2 separate regions of the Capsicum annuum genome follow, and region 1 is linked to region 2. Evidence: chromatin contacts called from public Hi-C data. All regions are on one chromosome and are shown on one strand. The core of a region is the stretch at or near the end of the contact, and the rest is flanking DNA. Distances in the headings are between cores, read along the strand shown.

Region 1 (6,608 bases), core at 1,415-3,914, 130 kb before region 2:
TTTTGGCAACTTGGTCATGCAACTGCATTTCATTGCTAAAGTTGTTTATGAAGATTTGCTAGTTTTAATGAGCTAATCTGCTTCACTAAAATTTAGCATCATTTACAGTTTCTGTGTCAAGCTAGATGCTTTGACTTATAACGGGTGAAAGATTAAAAATATCAAAGGATCAATGTAATAATTTCAACAGTGTCCCTTTGTTTAAACACTGGACATCAGTACTTGCTTTTTATGTTGTATGTTTTTCTTTCGCTTCTAAAACTTGTATTTAGTGTGACTTCAACTACAGCTAATTTCTTTCTTCTTGGGTATAGAGGGGGAAGGGGTTTTAACAGAAAGCCGACTAAAGGAATTCCAAAAAGGGAACTATACAGTTTAGGCGTTGATGTCTCCAGAGGCTGTATTTAGCCTAGAAATATAACAATATTGGAAATGGTAATGATCTGTGGTTTACTCTAGTGTCTTTGACTCCATATTTTGGTCATATCTTAATTTAAAGCTTGTCCTTGAACAGTCAATTGTATACACTCTTCGTTCCATTATATGTGTATACTATATCCTTATTAGTATGTTCCAAAAAGAATGACACTTTTTTCTAAATTTGAGAATAGTTTAACTTTAAACTTCCCCTTGTGCTCTTAATGGCATGATTGTATAGGTGCAAACATCTCATGGCCAGAAGTGGATCCAGGTTTTTAAAATTCTATGGGTTCAATCGTTAAGGCTTTTAGTTGTGAACCTGTTATACTCTTCAAACTATGGGCTTCAAACCTTATTTTTGCAATTTTAGTGACTTTATACACATAAACTTATGCTCTGAGTAAAAAGTTTTAGGTTCGGGTGAACCTGGTGCTTGAATGTTGCATCTGCCACTGCTCATGGTATATTTAAGGCCAAGAGTTTCAATAATTTTTCTTTGTTATACTCTGTACCCAACTAACTATGTCACATAAGTTGAAATGGATGTAGTTAAAGATGTGTGCATCTGGAAACAAGGGACCCCCTCAGCCGTAATCATTTCACTCTGTTTCACTCGTGCAGTTTCCCAGTCTAGACCTACCGACCCTAATTATGCTCCCGGGTACAAAATAAAATTTAATGATGCATATCCCTTCCTCCTTACATCCCAGGTTAGACAATTATCATCCCTTTCTACTTCTCTCAATTTTTTTTTTAAAATTTTCTTAAGCTGATTCCTTTTTCTTTGGCAGAAATCACTGGATTTATTAAATGAACAACTCAAAGAGCCTGTGTCAATTAACCGCTTCAGACCGAAGTATCTTCTCTTTCTTATTCAATCCTTTAGAAGGAGAAACTCAGTCCTCTATATATTGTGATAGTGTATACCAAAGGAGGGAAGTAGCTCAGCTCGTTAACGAGCTACCTGGACTTTCACCTTGTTGGTGAGGGTTGATTCCCCACCTTGTAATCCCTTCCCCCATTTCCCCTTCCCATACCCCCAATATATATATATATATATATATATAGACAGTATACCATAGGAACTTCCTTAAAGTTGTTCAGACGGTATTCATCAAGAACTTAATAATTGCCTTCAACATGACCCCTCTAAATGGTGTTCTTGTTAAGATTATGACATTGACTTCTTTGGGCCAAAGACGCGTATGGTTATATGAATCTTTGAATAGAACCTGTGCCTTCTGCTGAAAATCCCATAAACGATCATTATTTTCCTTGGTTGTTAACATAGATATTCTATCTTTGCATCAATAATAACATTCTACTGTTGGAAAACTGTTCATAGTATCCTCATTGATGGATCGGATCCCTTTTGTGAAGATTTATGGAAGGATATCAAAATAGGTGAAAATACATTCCATAGCACAGAGCTATGCTATCGCTGCAAGGTAAAAGTTATCCTTTCTCTAAATCTTTATGATTGCCACTATTTTGGAATTGTTGAAGATTCAGGGAATGACATGTAGCACTTTTGTCTGAATACACACACACATAATATATTAAGTATGCATGCGAATAAGAAAAAATATGCAGACACATCCTCCGAAAGAGATACCAACAAAGAAAAACAGTGAAGCAAAAAGGGGATCTGCAAACTTATGGCTGGGTAAAATGTAAGGTTTTTATTGTCTCAAAACTTCTTGAGGTTGAAATTCTCAGTAATGAAATCTAGGCTCTATGTGTAGGAAGAATGAAGTTCCACTTCTTTTGCCACTTCTGTAGGTTTTATGTTATGCAACTAATGGTTCTCATGAATTAAGCTCCAATAATAATAAAAAGCTCATTTTCTTTGTTAACATTTCACATATGGCTTTCAGGTACCAACAATCAATCAAGAAACTGCAGAAGCAGGTTCCGAGCCAAGTGAAACGCTCATGAAGTTCCGTTCAGATGAAGTTTTAAAGACAAACAAGAAACCACAAGGCAGAGTAAGCAAATAAGTTCTCGTCAATCATTCACTTAGCACAATGACATATTCAGTTATTTGCTAATTTTGCATTGGATGCAGATTTACTTCGGTCAGCATTTAGTGTGGGTGGATTCTCTTGCACAAGAGAGAAAGACCATCAAAGTAGAAGATCCTGTTTATGTCCTCAAGATGGTTTCATCCTATGTTGATGTATCTGTGTGAAACCACATATACGTGAATTATTGTCTAGTATGTCGTGTATAATTGTAGTTATTGGCGTTGAAGGCGCTAGAGAGTGGACGAAACATGATATAGTAACTAGCAATAGGAAAGAGGAGCTGGACTGTACAACAGAAGGATTCGTGGAACTCCTTTTATTGATGAACGTCAGAAAAAAAATAACATAACGTAGGTACGAGATAAAGAACTTGAAATTTGTGTCTAATAAATAATTGTGCGGTTGCTTTTATTCAAGGATAACTATATAACTTTGCAAATATAGACTCCTAATTACTTTATTTAGCCTAAGTTTTAATTAATTACAACTCGTAGCACCTTCTTGCCTATTAATTATCTCTAATTACAATTCATAGTGTCTCTCATGTATTTTTTTTTTCTATTTTCTATCACTCTCCTTTTTCAATTTCCTTTTTCGTTTTTTATCTTTATTTTTTCTTTTCCTTTTTTTTAATCACTTTCTTTTTTCTTTTTTTTTTCCTTTTCATTTTTTCTCCTTTTTTTTTTCTTTTTTTTTTCTCCATTTTATATAACTCTCATTTTTTAAATATTTTTTCTCCTTTTTCTCTCATTTTTTTCCTCCTTTTTGTTCTTTTTTTCCTCTTCATATTTTCTCCTTTTCATTTGTGTCTACTAGCAAACACAAATACAAGAACAGACTATAAAATACAAATACGAATTATAACATACAAATACAAGTGCGAACTATAAAATACAAAAATAAATGAAAACTATAACACACAGATACAAGATACAAGTGTGAACTATAAAATATAAATACAAATGCAAACTATAATATACAAATACAAATGCCAACTATAACATACAAATACAAGTGCGAACTATAAAATACAAATATGAACTATAACATACAAATACAAGTGCAAATTATAAAATACAATTACAAATGCGAACTATTATTTGTATTTTTTATTTTTTGAAAATGAACGACTGATTTTCTTTCTACGGATACTTGTTTGTATTTACTGATACGAGTCATATTTGTTGATACAAATAAATACAATTTAAATTTTCATATAAATACAATATATACAAATACATATTGTATTTGTATTGTAAAATCATTTGTTTGTAATTGTATCTGTATCAAGTGATATTTGTTTATTTACAAATACGAATAATAATTTTGGCATACAAATACAAAACGGTACATTTGTATCAAATGATACATTACATATTTATATATTTCAGAATCAAGAAAATACAATTAATGTATTCACTTGTTTGTATACAAATACAAATGATAAATTGCACATAATCACGGCTAAATATAAAATGCAATTAACTTACAAATATTAAATAATTCTTTAAAAATAGAAAGGCATCGACAAAAATAGAATACAAATATAATCTAAATATACAAAACATAATAAAATCACAATACAAATATAATCCAATATAATATACAGTCAATTATAAAATACAAATACAAAATAATTCTTTAAAATACAAGAGTGAGTTACATAAAATATAAATGATGGTGCGAACTAACAAATACAAATATAATTGCGAACTATAAAATACAAATACAAGCGCAAACTTTAAAATATAAATACAAATACAGTTGTATCAATGACTACAAAATATAAATGACGTTGTGACTACAAATACGATAAACAATTGTGGTATTTATGTTATGATCCATGACTTGTGCTCGACTAGTCATATTTTTTGAAAATACATAAAATATAAAATAAAATTAAAAAAAAATGATAAAGAAAATAAGTACAAAAAAGAAAAAAATCAAAGAAGAAAGAGAAATAGAAATTAGAGATAGAAGAGAGAAAAGAACAAAAAGGAAAAAAAAGAAGGAAAAAATAGAAAAAAAAAAGATAAAACGAGGAAAATGTGAATAAGAAAAAATATAAAAAAAATAAATGATAGTGCTTTTGACGAGACTAAATATGTAGTGTATTGATGTTTTTTTATGAATACAGACCACTGAGGAAAAATGAATACAACAGATGTGAATAGAGTACAATGACTAAATAGGTACTATATTTATATTTTATATGAATACGGACTATTGATAAAACCAAATACAACAGACGTAAATTGAATACAACGACTATAAATAGTAATTATGTAAAATATGACTATGAAAAACGAATTTTACAGCAAAGTGTACCTATTTTTGAAAGATCCTTTATTCAACCTCTATATGTTGTGCATTTTTCGATTGTGCTCAGCAAGCTGACGTTTTATTCGTAATGCATATTTTTGGTGAACTTGATAATTCTTTAACTTCTTCATGTCACTAATTCCAGTTCTTTCTCGAATACACCAAGCTTGTTACAGATGCATCTACTTTGAGGTGCTCTATGAGCTGGATAAATTAGAATACTGCTAGTTCATTTAGGAGGTGTTTGGTATGGAGAAAATTATATTATGGAAAAAGTTTTACAACCTTTTCATGTTTAATTAGTCAAAATGTCATGAAATATACTTTATTTTAAAAATTAAGTAGACATTTGAACATGAATATTATTCATAATATTGCGAAATATGTTTTCGCTTTATTTCGGAATACTTGTTTGACCTTTTCTAATATTTGGATTTTTGAAAAATACCTCAAGAGATGTTTTCACTATTTTTGGATTCACTGCACTTTTTAATTTATTTTTTAAAATTATCTAAATTTTTTATTTTCACAAAATAACTTTAATTTTAATAAATTATGAAAAAAAAGTTAATTTGTTTTCACTTTCTTTATTTTTTTTAACTTCAAAAGCATTCATTTTCAAAATATCTTGGCCAAACACAACTCTAACTCTATTTTCAATTTCAAAAATACCAATTAAAGTGTGTTTTTTTATTTTTATGGCCAAATGGGTGCTTACCTTGAAAAGTTTTTGTTACTCCCTCCATCCCAATTTATATTAGTTTTACTTGGCACATAGTTTAAGAAAAAAATAAAGAATTTTGAAACTTGTGGTTTAAAATTAGTTGTAAATGTTTGTGTGACTATAAATTATTTAATTAAGGATAGAATAGATATTTTGAAGTTAAATCGTTACTAAATATAGAATAATGTGTCATTCTTTTTGGATTGACTAAAAATGAAAGCGAGGCATACTGTAAGGACCTGATTTATGAAATTTTTCTGTGTTCTAATCATTTTGCCTTTTCATGTAGTTGCTACATGTTGATTTTTGGTGTAAAGATGATTGACACGGTTCCCAATGCCATTAGGATGGTTTGAGAGAGTTTGTCATTTTTAGAGGCTTTAAAAGTCATATAGTTGACTTCGACCAACATTTGATGTTTCGAGTCGCGGATGATAATTTGGACAGTTTCATTAAATTAGAAATGACGAATTTGGGTTAGTAGCAGGGTTGGTTTAGGTTTGGAACCTTTATTTTGTATTTCAACCCTTTGTTTGAAAAATAGTGAAAAGGGGGTCTTGAGAGTTACTTTCACGACTCAAAAATCGATAGGTCATGATGACACTTGTCGCGGCGAACCTTGACAAGTAAGACTTTCACCCAAACTGATACACAGGAAAAAAAGACGAAAATGCACGGAACTAAACCACATAGATATAATAAAAGCGAAAAGAATAAAATCAACGCATGTAGTCATAACTCCCAAAATCTGGTGTCAACAGTATAAGAACTCCGAATACAATCCTGGAGTCAAGTTCATCAGAAAAATAACCACAAAGACATAACTAATACAGAAAGATAGAGGTGAACTCGGGATACATGAATGCCCAATCGCTACCTTGGAAGCTCCAATAATTGCCCGAGTCAAGCAAGCTGAGGCGTACTCGGGCTAGGACCTGCACTGAAAGGGTGCAGTAGGCATAAGTACGGTCCACTTGTACTCAGTAAGTATCATAGGATGACCGAGAAAAGTAGAAAATAAAGCATACAAAATACACACTATGGGCACATCACCTGCAATAAGAAAATGTCCCACAATGGCAGCCCACACCGCTTGCACTAACAGTTCTAATATA
Region 2 (6,514 bases), core at 930-3,429:
ATCGGCGAATACAATTTGTATATTATAGAACCGTATACTTGTATCATACACAAATACAAATGTATTGTTTGATGCAAGTGTATCATTTGTATCTGAATTGTTCAATTTGTATCACAAATACAATTATAATTTATAGAATAAATACAAATACAAACATATCATGAATCAAATTTAAAATGCAAATATAGAATATATCATGAATCAGTTATATTTTACAAAACAAATCAGTTGTATGTCATGTTTTAATTGAGTGGATACATATTGATACATTGAAATTAAATACGAAAGCAAATTTTGTTTATCCTTTTAGGTCCTCTTATACATATTGATACAACTAATCCTTTGCTAATATAGTGAAAAAGAGAAAGTGAGAAAGATGGATGGAGGAATGTAGCAAGAGAGAGACAGGGGAGGAAGGGGAGCGAAATTGGGAGAGAGGAAGGAGAGCCGTGATAGAGGGAAGGAGAAGAGAGGTTATAGATTGTATTAATTAGCGACTATGAATTGTAATTAATTTAAATTTAGGATAAATATATTAAGGTAAAATGGTTCGATGGACCCTTGTACTATGTTCGTATTGTAATGTGGATACTCCTACTTATATGTTTGTTATCTGCACCCTTGAACCCATTAAAAAGCAACATTTTAAATACTATTTTGGTGTGTGTAACACAATCGCGCTACATCAACTGCCACATCATTTTTAAGTATAAAAAATATTAAATATTAAAAAAAAAAATAAAAGAACTCCCCTCTTGTTCTTCTCTCTTCTCCATTTTTCTTTATTTTTCCTGTTCTCCGTCTTTCTCTATTTCTTCTTTTTCTTCTTCTTCTTCTTCTTCTCTCTTCTCTTCTCCTTCTTCTTTTCCTTCTTCATCTTCATCTTCTTATTCTTCTTGCTCTTTGAAAAAGTTGAGAAGTGAGGACCGAAGAATCTGAGAAGTGTTTTTTCTGTTTAAAATTAAAAAAATCATGGAGAGTCGATTTTTAATTTGAATCGTATAATAAAAAAACTTGAAGAATTTGAGTACCAGTTTTGTGTATACTTAGACTGTAATTTTGTGCTTTTGGGTTTTGGCTATTCAAGAACTGAAAAAGATTAAATCTTGCACTTTGTAAAATGGTGGATTTTGTATATTTTTGATAATTTAGCCTTTTTGGGGTGTTTCTGTTTTGTTTGGTTGTTATTGCAGCAGACACATATGAAAATTTAAGGTTGTATTTAGCTCATATTTGAAACTTAAGGTTGTATTTGGCTATTCAAGAACTGAAAAAAGATTGAATCTTGCACTTGGTGGATGGTGGATTTTCTACTTTAAGGTTGTATTGTTATAGCAACATATTCAAATGAAAATTTAAGGTTATACGTTATATTTTGATGGCAACAAATACATATGAAAATTTAAGGTTGTATATTAGCTCTTGTGTTGATATAGTATTGTTTTCAAGCAGTTGACGGCGTGGGGGATTTTAGACGAAAACGGAAGGGATTTAAGTGAGGGTAGTGGACGGCGTGGGGGCTGGGGGAAGTTGGTGGACGACGTGGGGGCTGGGAAGGTGGTGGACGGTGTGGGGGATGGGGGAAGGTGGAGGACGACGTGGCGGGGTGGTGGTGGACCGGCGGGGGAGGGGGGATGGTGCTGGAACAGAGATTGGGGGTGCTGGAATGGAAGTTGGGGTTGGGGAGAGATTTTAGTTTTTTTTTTTAATTTACTATTTTTTAAATATTTTAAATGTTATAAATATTTTTTTAATTTAATCACGTGCCCAAAAAATGTGTGTTTACACGTGTTTTGCCACATCATCGAGTTAATGCCACATAAGTAAATAAGTGTTTAAAATATTATTTTTTAATGGGTTCAAGGGCACAAACATGTAAGTAAGAATATTCATATTATAAAACGGACATAATACAAGGGTCCATCGAACCATTTTGCCATATATTAATTATAAACTTATGTTTGCTAAGTCCTAAATTAAATTGTTCTTTATCGAGCTTAAAAAATTATAACCCAACCCTATTAAATCCCGATTTAGGCTGAGCCTACCCAACGATCTTAACTCATAGCGGCAACTAACTGTTATAAAATTAAAAAAAGAAAATTAAAATTGCACATAACACAGGGTCAAAAAACATTTCCAATAAGTTCAGGGGGTAAAAGTAGTGTTTCCAATAAATAAAGGACCACTTCTAGTGAACCCTTGAAGCACTTCGCTATTTCTCATATATCAGGTTTTTAGGGCAAACAATAGAAACAGAGAAAGAAGAAAATTGCGGCACCCACAAAGCATCCCAAAATCCACTGGTAATTCACTAATTTTCACATCTAAATCACCCTTTCTTGTTAATTTCTAGCATTTTTTTTTCAGTAGAATTTTTACCCAATATTAGTAGCTTTAGATATAATTTGTATATGTGTGTGAATGCCCATTTGGATTTATTCATCATAGATGTGTTTAGAGACTTTAATCTTTCAGATTTAGGATTTGGGTCTTTTTTTCTTTACCCAAAATGAGTGAAAGATGAAATTTTTATCAGTTTCTTGATTTGTTATTTTTATATTTTCTTGTTGGTTCTTGATTGATATGTTGGGATAGAGATTAGTTGATTTAATTGATTGATTGTTTTTTCTTAGATTTGTTCCCAGGAAAAAAAAGATGATGAAAAAAGTTTCTTTGGGTTTTTCGTGTACGTAGTTGTAAGAGGGTAATTTGTGTTTTGTAGGTTAGGCACACTCATGGGTTCGTATAAGAAACTTGATTCAATTTTGAATGGAGAAAGGTGTAGAGAGCGGGCGCGTAGTTTGGAACTGTGTGCCATTGGATTTTAGGGATTTATCGGTTATAAATCATCTTTCTGGTTTGTTATTTGTTTTTTTTTTCCTTAGGGGCAGGGGGCGGGGGAGGGGAGGACCAAGAAGCTAAAGTTTTTACCTTTTTCGAACTGCTGATTGGGTTTTGTTGTAGGTTGTCATAGAAATGCTACTATGAATATATGGATGAAACATTATCACGAGTATATGGATGTAACATTTGTAGTCATGCCTGTTGATGAACTTCTCTGCCATTTGTCTTATCCATCTGTTCCTTTGCAGGTGAAAGATCCTTGAAATGGCGAATTTTGCCAAACCTGAGAATGCTTTGAAGCGTGCTGAAGGTTAGTGGAGTTACTCTCTGCATATGGTTTAGTATTTTTACTGAAAATTTGTCAAGCTTTACTTTGAGATGTGAGGGTATTATGGATTCTCTACATTCGCAGACATATATCTCAAGTGATGGGGCTGCGATTTTGGGGTGGGTGGGTGGGGGGGGTGGGGGGTTATATGGTCACAGGATGAGGGTGGTTTAGATGATTCTAAGTATTATGGGAGAGTGGAATTTTTGTAAATTCTAGGTATTCTAATGGCGCGTCTCTACTTCTCCTGAGGTAGTGGTATGGTCCGCGTACACTCTACCCTCCCTAGACCCCACTAGGTGGGAATACACGGGGTATGTTGTTGTTGTTGTTGTTGTAGGTGTTCTAATGTCAAAGTTTAGAATCTTGGCATGTTGATTGAGTTTTTAATGTTTTGATGCAGAGTTGATTACTGTTGGACAAAAGCAAGAAGCCCTGCAAGCACTTCATGATCTTATTACTTCAAGGAGGTATAGAGCATGGCAAAAAACTCTTGAAAGGATAATGTTTAAGTATGTAGAGCTATGTGTTGACATGAGAAGGGGGAGGTTTGCCAAGGATGGGTTAATTCAATATCGTATAGTCTGTCAACAAGTGAACATTAACTCCTTAGAGGAGGTAATAAAACACTTCATGCATTTAGCTACTGAGCGAGCTGAACTGGCTCGCAATCAGGCACAGGCTCTGGAGGAAGCTCTGGATGTGGAAGACTTGGAAGCTGATAAAAGGCCTGAAGATCTCATGTTGAGTTATGTTAGTGGGGAGAAAGGAAAAGATAGATCTGATCGCGAGCTGGTCACTCCCTGGTTTAAGTTCTTGTGGGAGACGTATAGAACTGTTCTGGAGATCTTGCGTAACAACTCAAGATTGGAAGCGCTATATGCAGTAAGTTTCCATTACTCTTCCTTTTTATTAGGTGGTTGAATAATTAGACTGCTTTTATGTTCTACAGTGAGGAATTTCATTATCCTGATTTTTCAGGACTTGTTTTGACTGTAATTGAGTAAGCAGGTTGTTTGTCCTTTTTTCTTTTTGTATTAGCTTGTCTAGAAAGTGATAATGATTCTGATTTCTGCTTAGTAAATCAGTCCCTTTTTACTTCTTATTCACAAACTTTGCGGGAATCTTTCTCAGTTGTCTGGATATCTGTTTATGTACTTTGTTCAGAACAAGTTTATTCTTTTTGATATAAAAGTTTATATATCATCCTGTTGCAAGTTTCTGGTGCCTTGGACCTAATTTGTCCTATACTCTAATTAAGCTTTCTGCATGGCTGATGTGAAATTCTGTACTCGTTCCATCTTTAGTCGGCTCATTTTTTCATTGAAAGAAATGACGTTAATTAAGCTTCAACCCTAATTTGCTCAGATGACAGCACACCGAGCCTTTCAGTTCTGTAAGCAGTACAAACGAACAACAGAATTTCGTCGTCTGTGTGAAATCATCCGGAATCATTTGGCAAATCTCAACAAGTATAGAGATCAGAGGGACCGGCCTGATCTTTCTGCTCCAGAAAGCCTACAATTGTATCTGGATACTAGATTTGAACAGCTGAAAGTTGCTACTGAACTGAATCTTTGGCAGGTTATTACTATTTCTGATAGATTGTAGGCATATGTTTTTGTCCTAAGAGAGGAACTTCATGTGTTTTAATTTTCTTTGATACAGGAAGCTTTTCGTTCCATTGAAGACATATATGGTTTGATGTGCATGGTTAAGAAAACCCCCAAGGCATCATTGATGGGTGTTTATTATGGGAAGCTTACTGAGATATTTTGGATGTCATCAAATCATCTTTATCATGCTTATGCATGGCTCAAGCTTTTCTCTCTTCAGAAGGGTTTTAATAAAAATTTAAGCCAGAAGGATTTGCAGTTAATAGCATCCTCTGTTGTCCTAGCTGCACTTTCAGTGCCACCTTATGATCAATCATACGGTGCATCTCATCTGGAGCTTGAAAATGAGAAGGAGAGGAGTTTGAGGCTGGCCAATCTAATTGGTTTTGAAGTTGAACCCAAAGCCGAAAACAGAGTAGCGGTAATTTCATTTTTGATTACATTATATAGTTCTGTATTTTTAATGCCCTGCTTTTGCTAATCAGCTTTGGTTTCCTTGTTGTTTCTCCTTTTTCAGCTTTCTCGATCATCACTTCTCTCAGAGTTGGTGAGTAATTTATATGTTTTATTTTGAATTTAGCATATAGTTCTTCATTTTTTTTTTTCCATTTATAGTTTGAATTCCTTGTTCTGTTTCATTTCAATGAGCCCATTAAATTTTTGAGTCACAGATGAGCACGTCATACTTTGTTTCAGTCTCTTGATTTTTTATTTATGTGACGTTCCTTCTGTTTTTTCTCAATTGTTAGGTTTCCAAAGGTGTAATGTCCTGTGTCACCCAAGAAGTGAAAGATCTTTATCATCTGTTAGAAAATGAGTTTCTTCCTTTGGATCTGGCTCTGAAGGTGCAGCCCATGTTGAATAAAATATCAAAGCTTGGCGGTAAGCTGTCTTCAGTTTCCTCGGTTCCTGAAGTACAACTGTCTCAGTATGTTCCTGCCTTAGAAAAACTTGCTACTCTGAGGTTGCTCCAGCAGGTATGCACCTTGTTTTGTACTTTTTGATAGAAATGCGACGTGCACATTATTGAGGTGGAAGCCCATCTTTCAGTTTGGTCTTCATTTTAACTGACAGCGCTAAATTTGTTCCTATTCGAGTTGCAGGTCTCTCAGGTGTATCAGACAATCCAGATTGATAACATATCTAAGATGATCCCATTCTTTGACTTCACTGCTATTGAGAAGATATCAGTTGATGCGGTTAGACGTAATTTTCTATCCATCAAAGTTGATCACATGAAGAGCGCTGTCTTCTTTGGCAAACAGGTATAATTATGTTGCTTGGAATTAAAATTCTTGTCTACCCTTTTGTTTATTTTTGGTAGGGCACACTTAGATATTCTTTTCATGTGCCTTTGTCAGTTGGTCCGGTGAGAGATTTGTCAGCACTATCAATTATCTTAGTGGACACTTTGTTCTTTCCTAATTGTTTAAGTAGAAATCATGGGCATGGCTGCTTATGACATATAGTGTCTTCTATTATCTAATACTAATTTCTGCACAGTAAAATTGTGAGCTATCTAAAGCTGTGTTGTTGGCATAATAAATTTGTAGTTTAGTCACTAGACTGAATCTGGATGAATGATGGTGTGAACTCTGAAGAGCTGTGGTTAGTTTCTGAGATCTAAGAGTTCTAGTGGATTGCTGTTTTTGTCAGATTCTGTGTTGTGGGATTTTGGGCTTAGGGCATGGTTTCAAAGTCTTCTTATAGCTATATAAGTTCA

What was found. A called contact is a pair of places that touch in the nucleus more often than the background predicts.
Region 1: a Hi-C map of bud shows a contact between it and region 2, with 2.7 times the contacts expected there. The contact joins the enhancer-like site here to the promoter of LOC107842964 in region 2. A contact is called at or near these places in 3 of 5 Hi-C or Micro-C datasets (bud, leaf and placenta).

The regions. Positions count from the first base shown.
Region 1 is chr9:22,757,032-22,763,639 of UCD10Xv1.1, reverse strand. It overlaps LOC107842966 (mitochondrial amidoxime reducing component 2), which reads left to right. Exons shown (of 8, transcript XM_016687057.2): 4 at 1,042-1,130; 5 at 1,212-1,276; 6 at 1,766-1,868; 7 at 2,298-2,408; 8 at 2,489-2,886. The coding sequence ends at 2,611. Among protein-coding and RNA genes, the nearest start is that of LOC107842966, 15 kb to the left of the region's middle. Within about 2 kb of position 2,664, at least 3 of the 5 cell types and tissues checked have an H3K27ac peak or open chromatin away from gene starts, as enhancers often do. A contact at or near this core is called in leaf, where this site is marked.
Region 2 is chr9:22,627,378-22,633,891 of UCD10Xv1.1, reverse strand. LOC107842964 (eukaryotic translation initiation factor 3 subunit A) reads left to right here and starts at 2,179. Exons shown (of 14, transcript XM_016687054.2): 1 at 2,179-2,306; 2 at 3,096-3,157; 3 at 3,579-4,060; 4 at 4,544-4,759; 5 at 4,844-5,212; 6 at 5,309-5,338; 7 at 5,541-5,768; 8 at 5,895-6,056. The coding sequence starts at 3,112.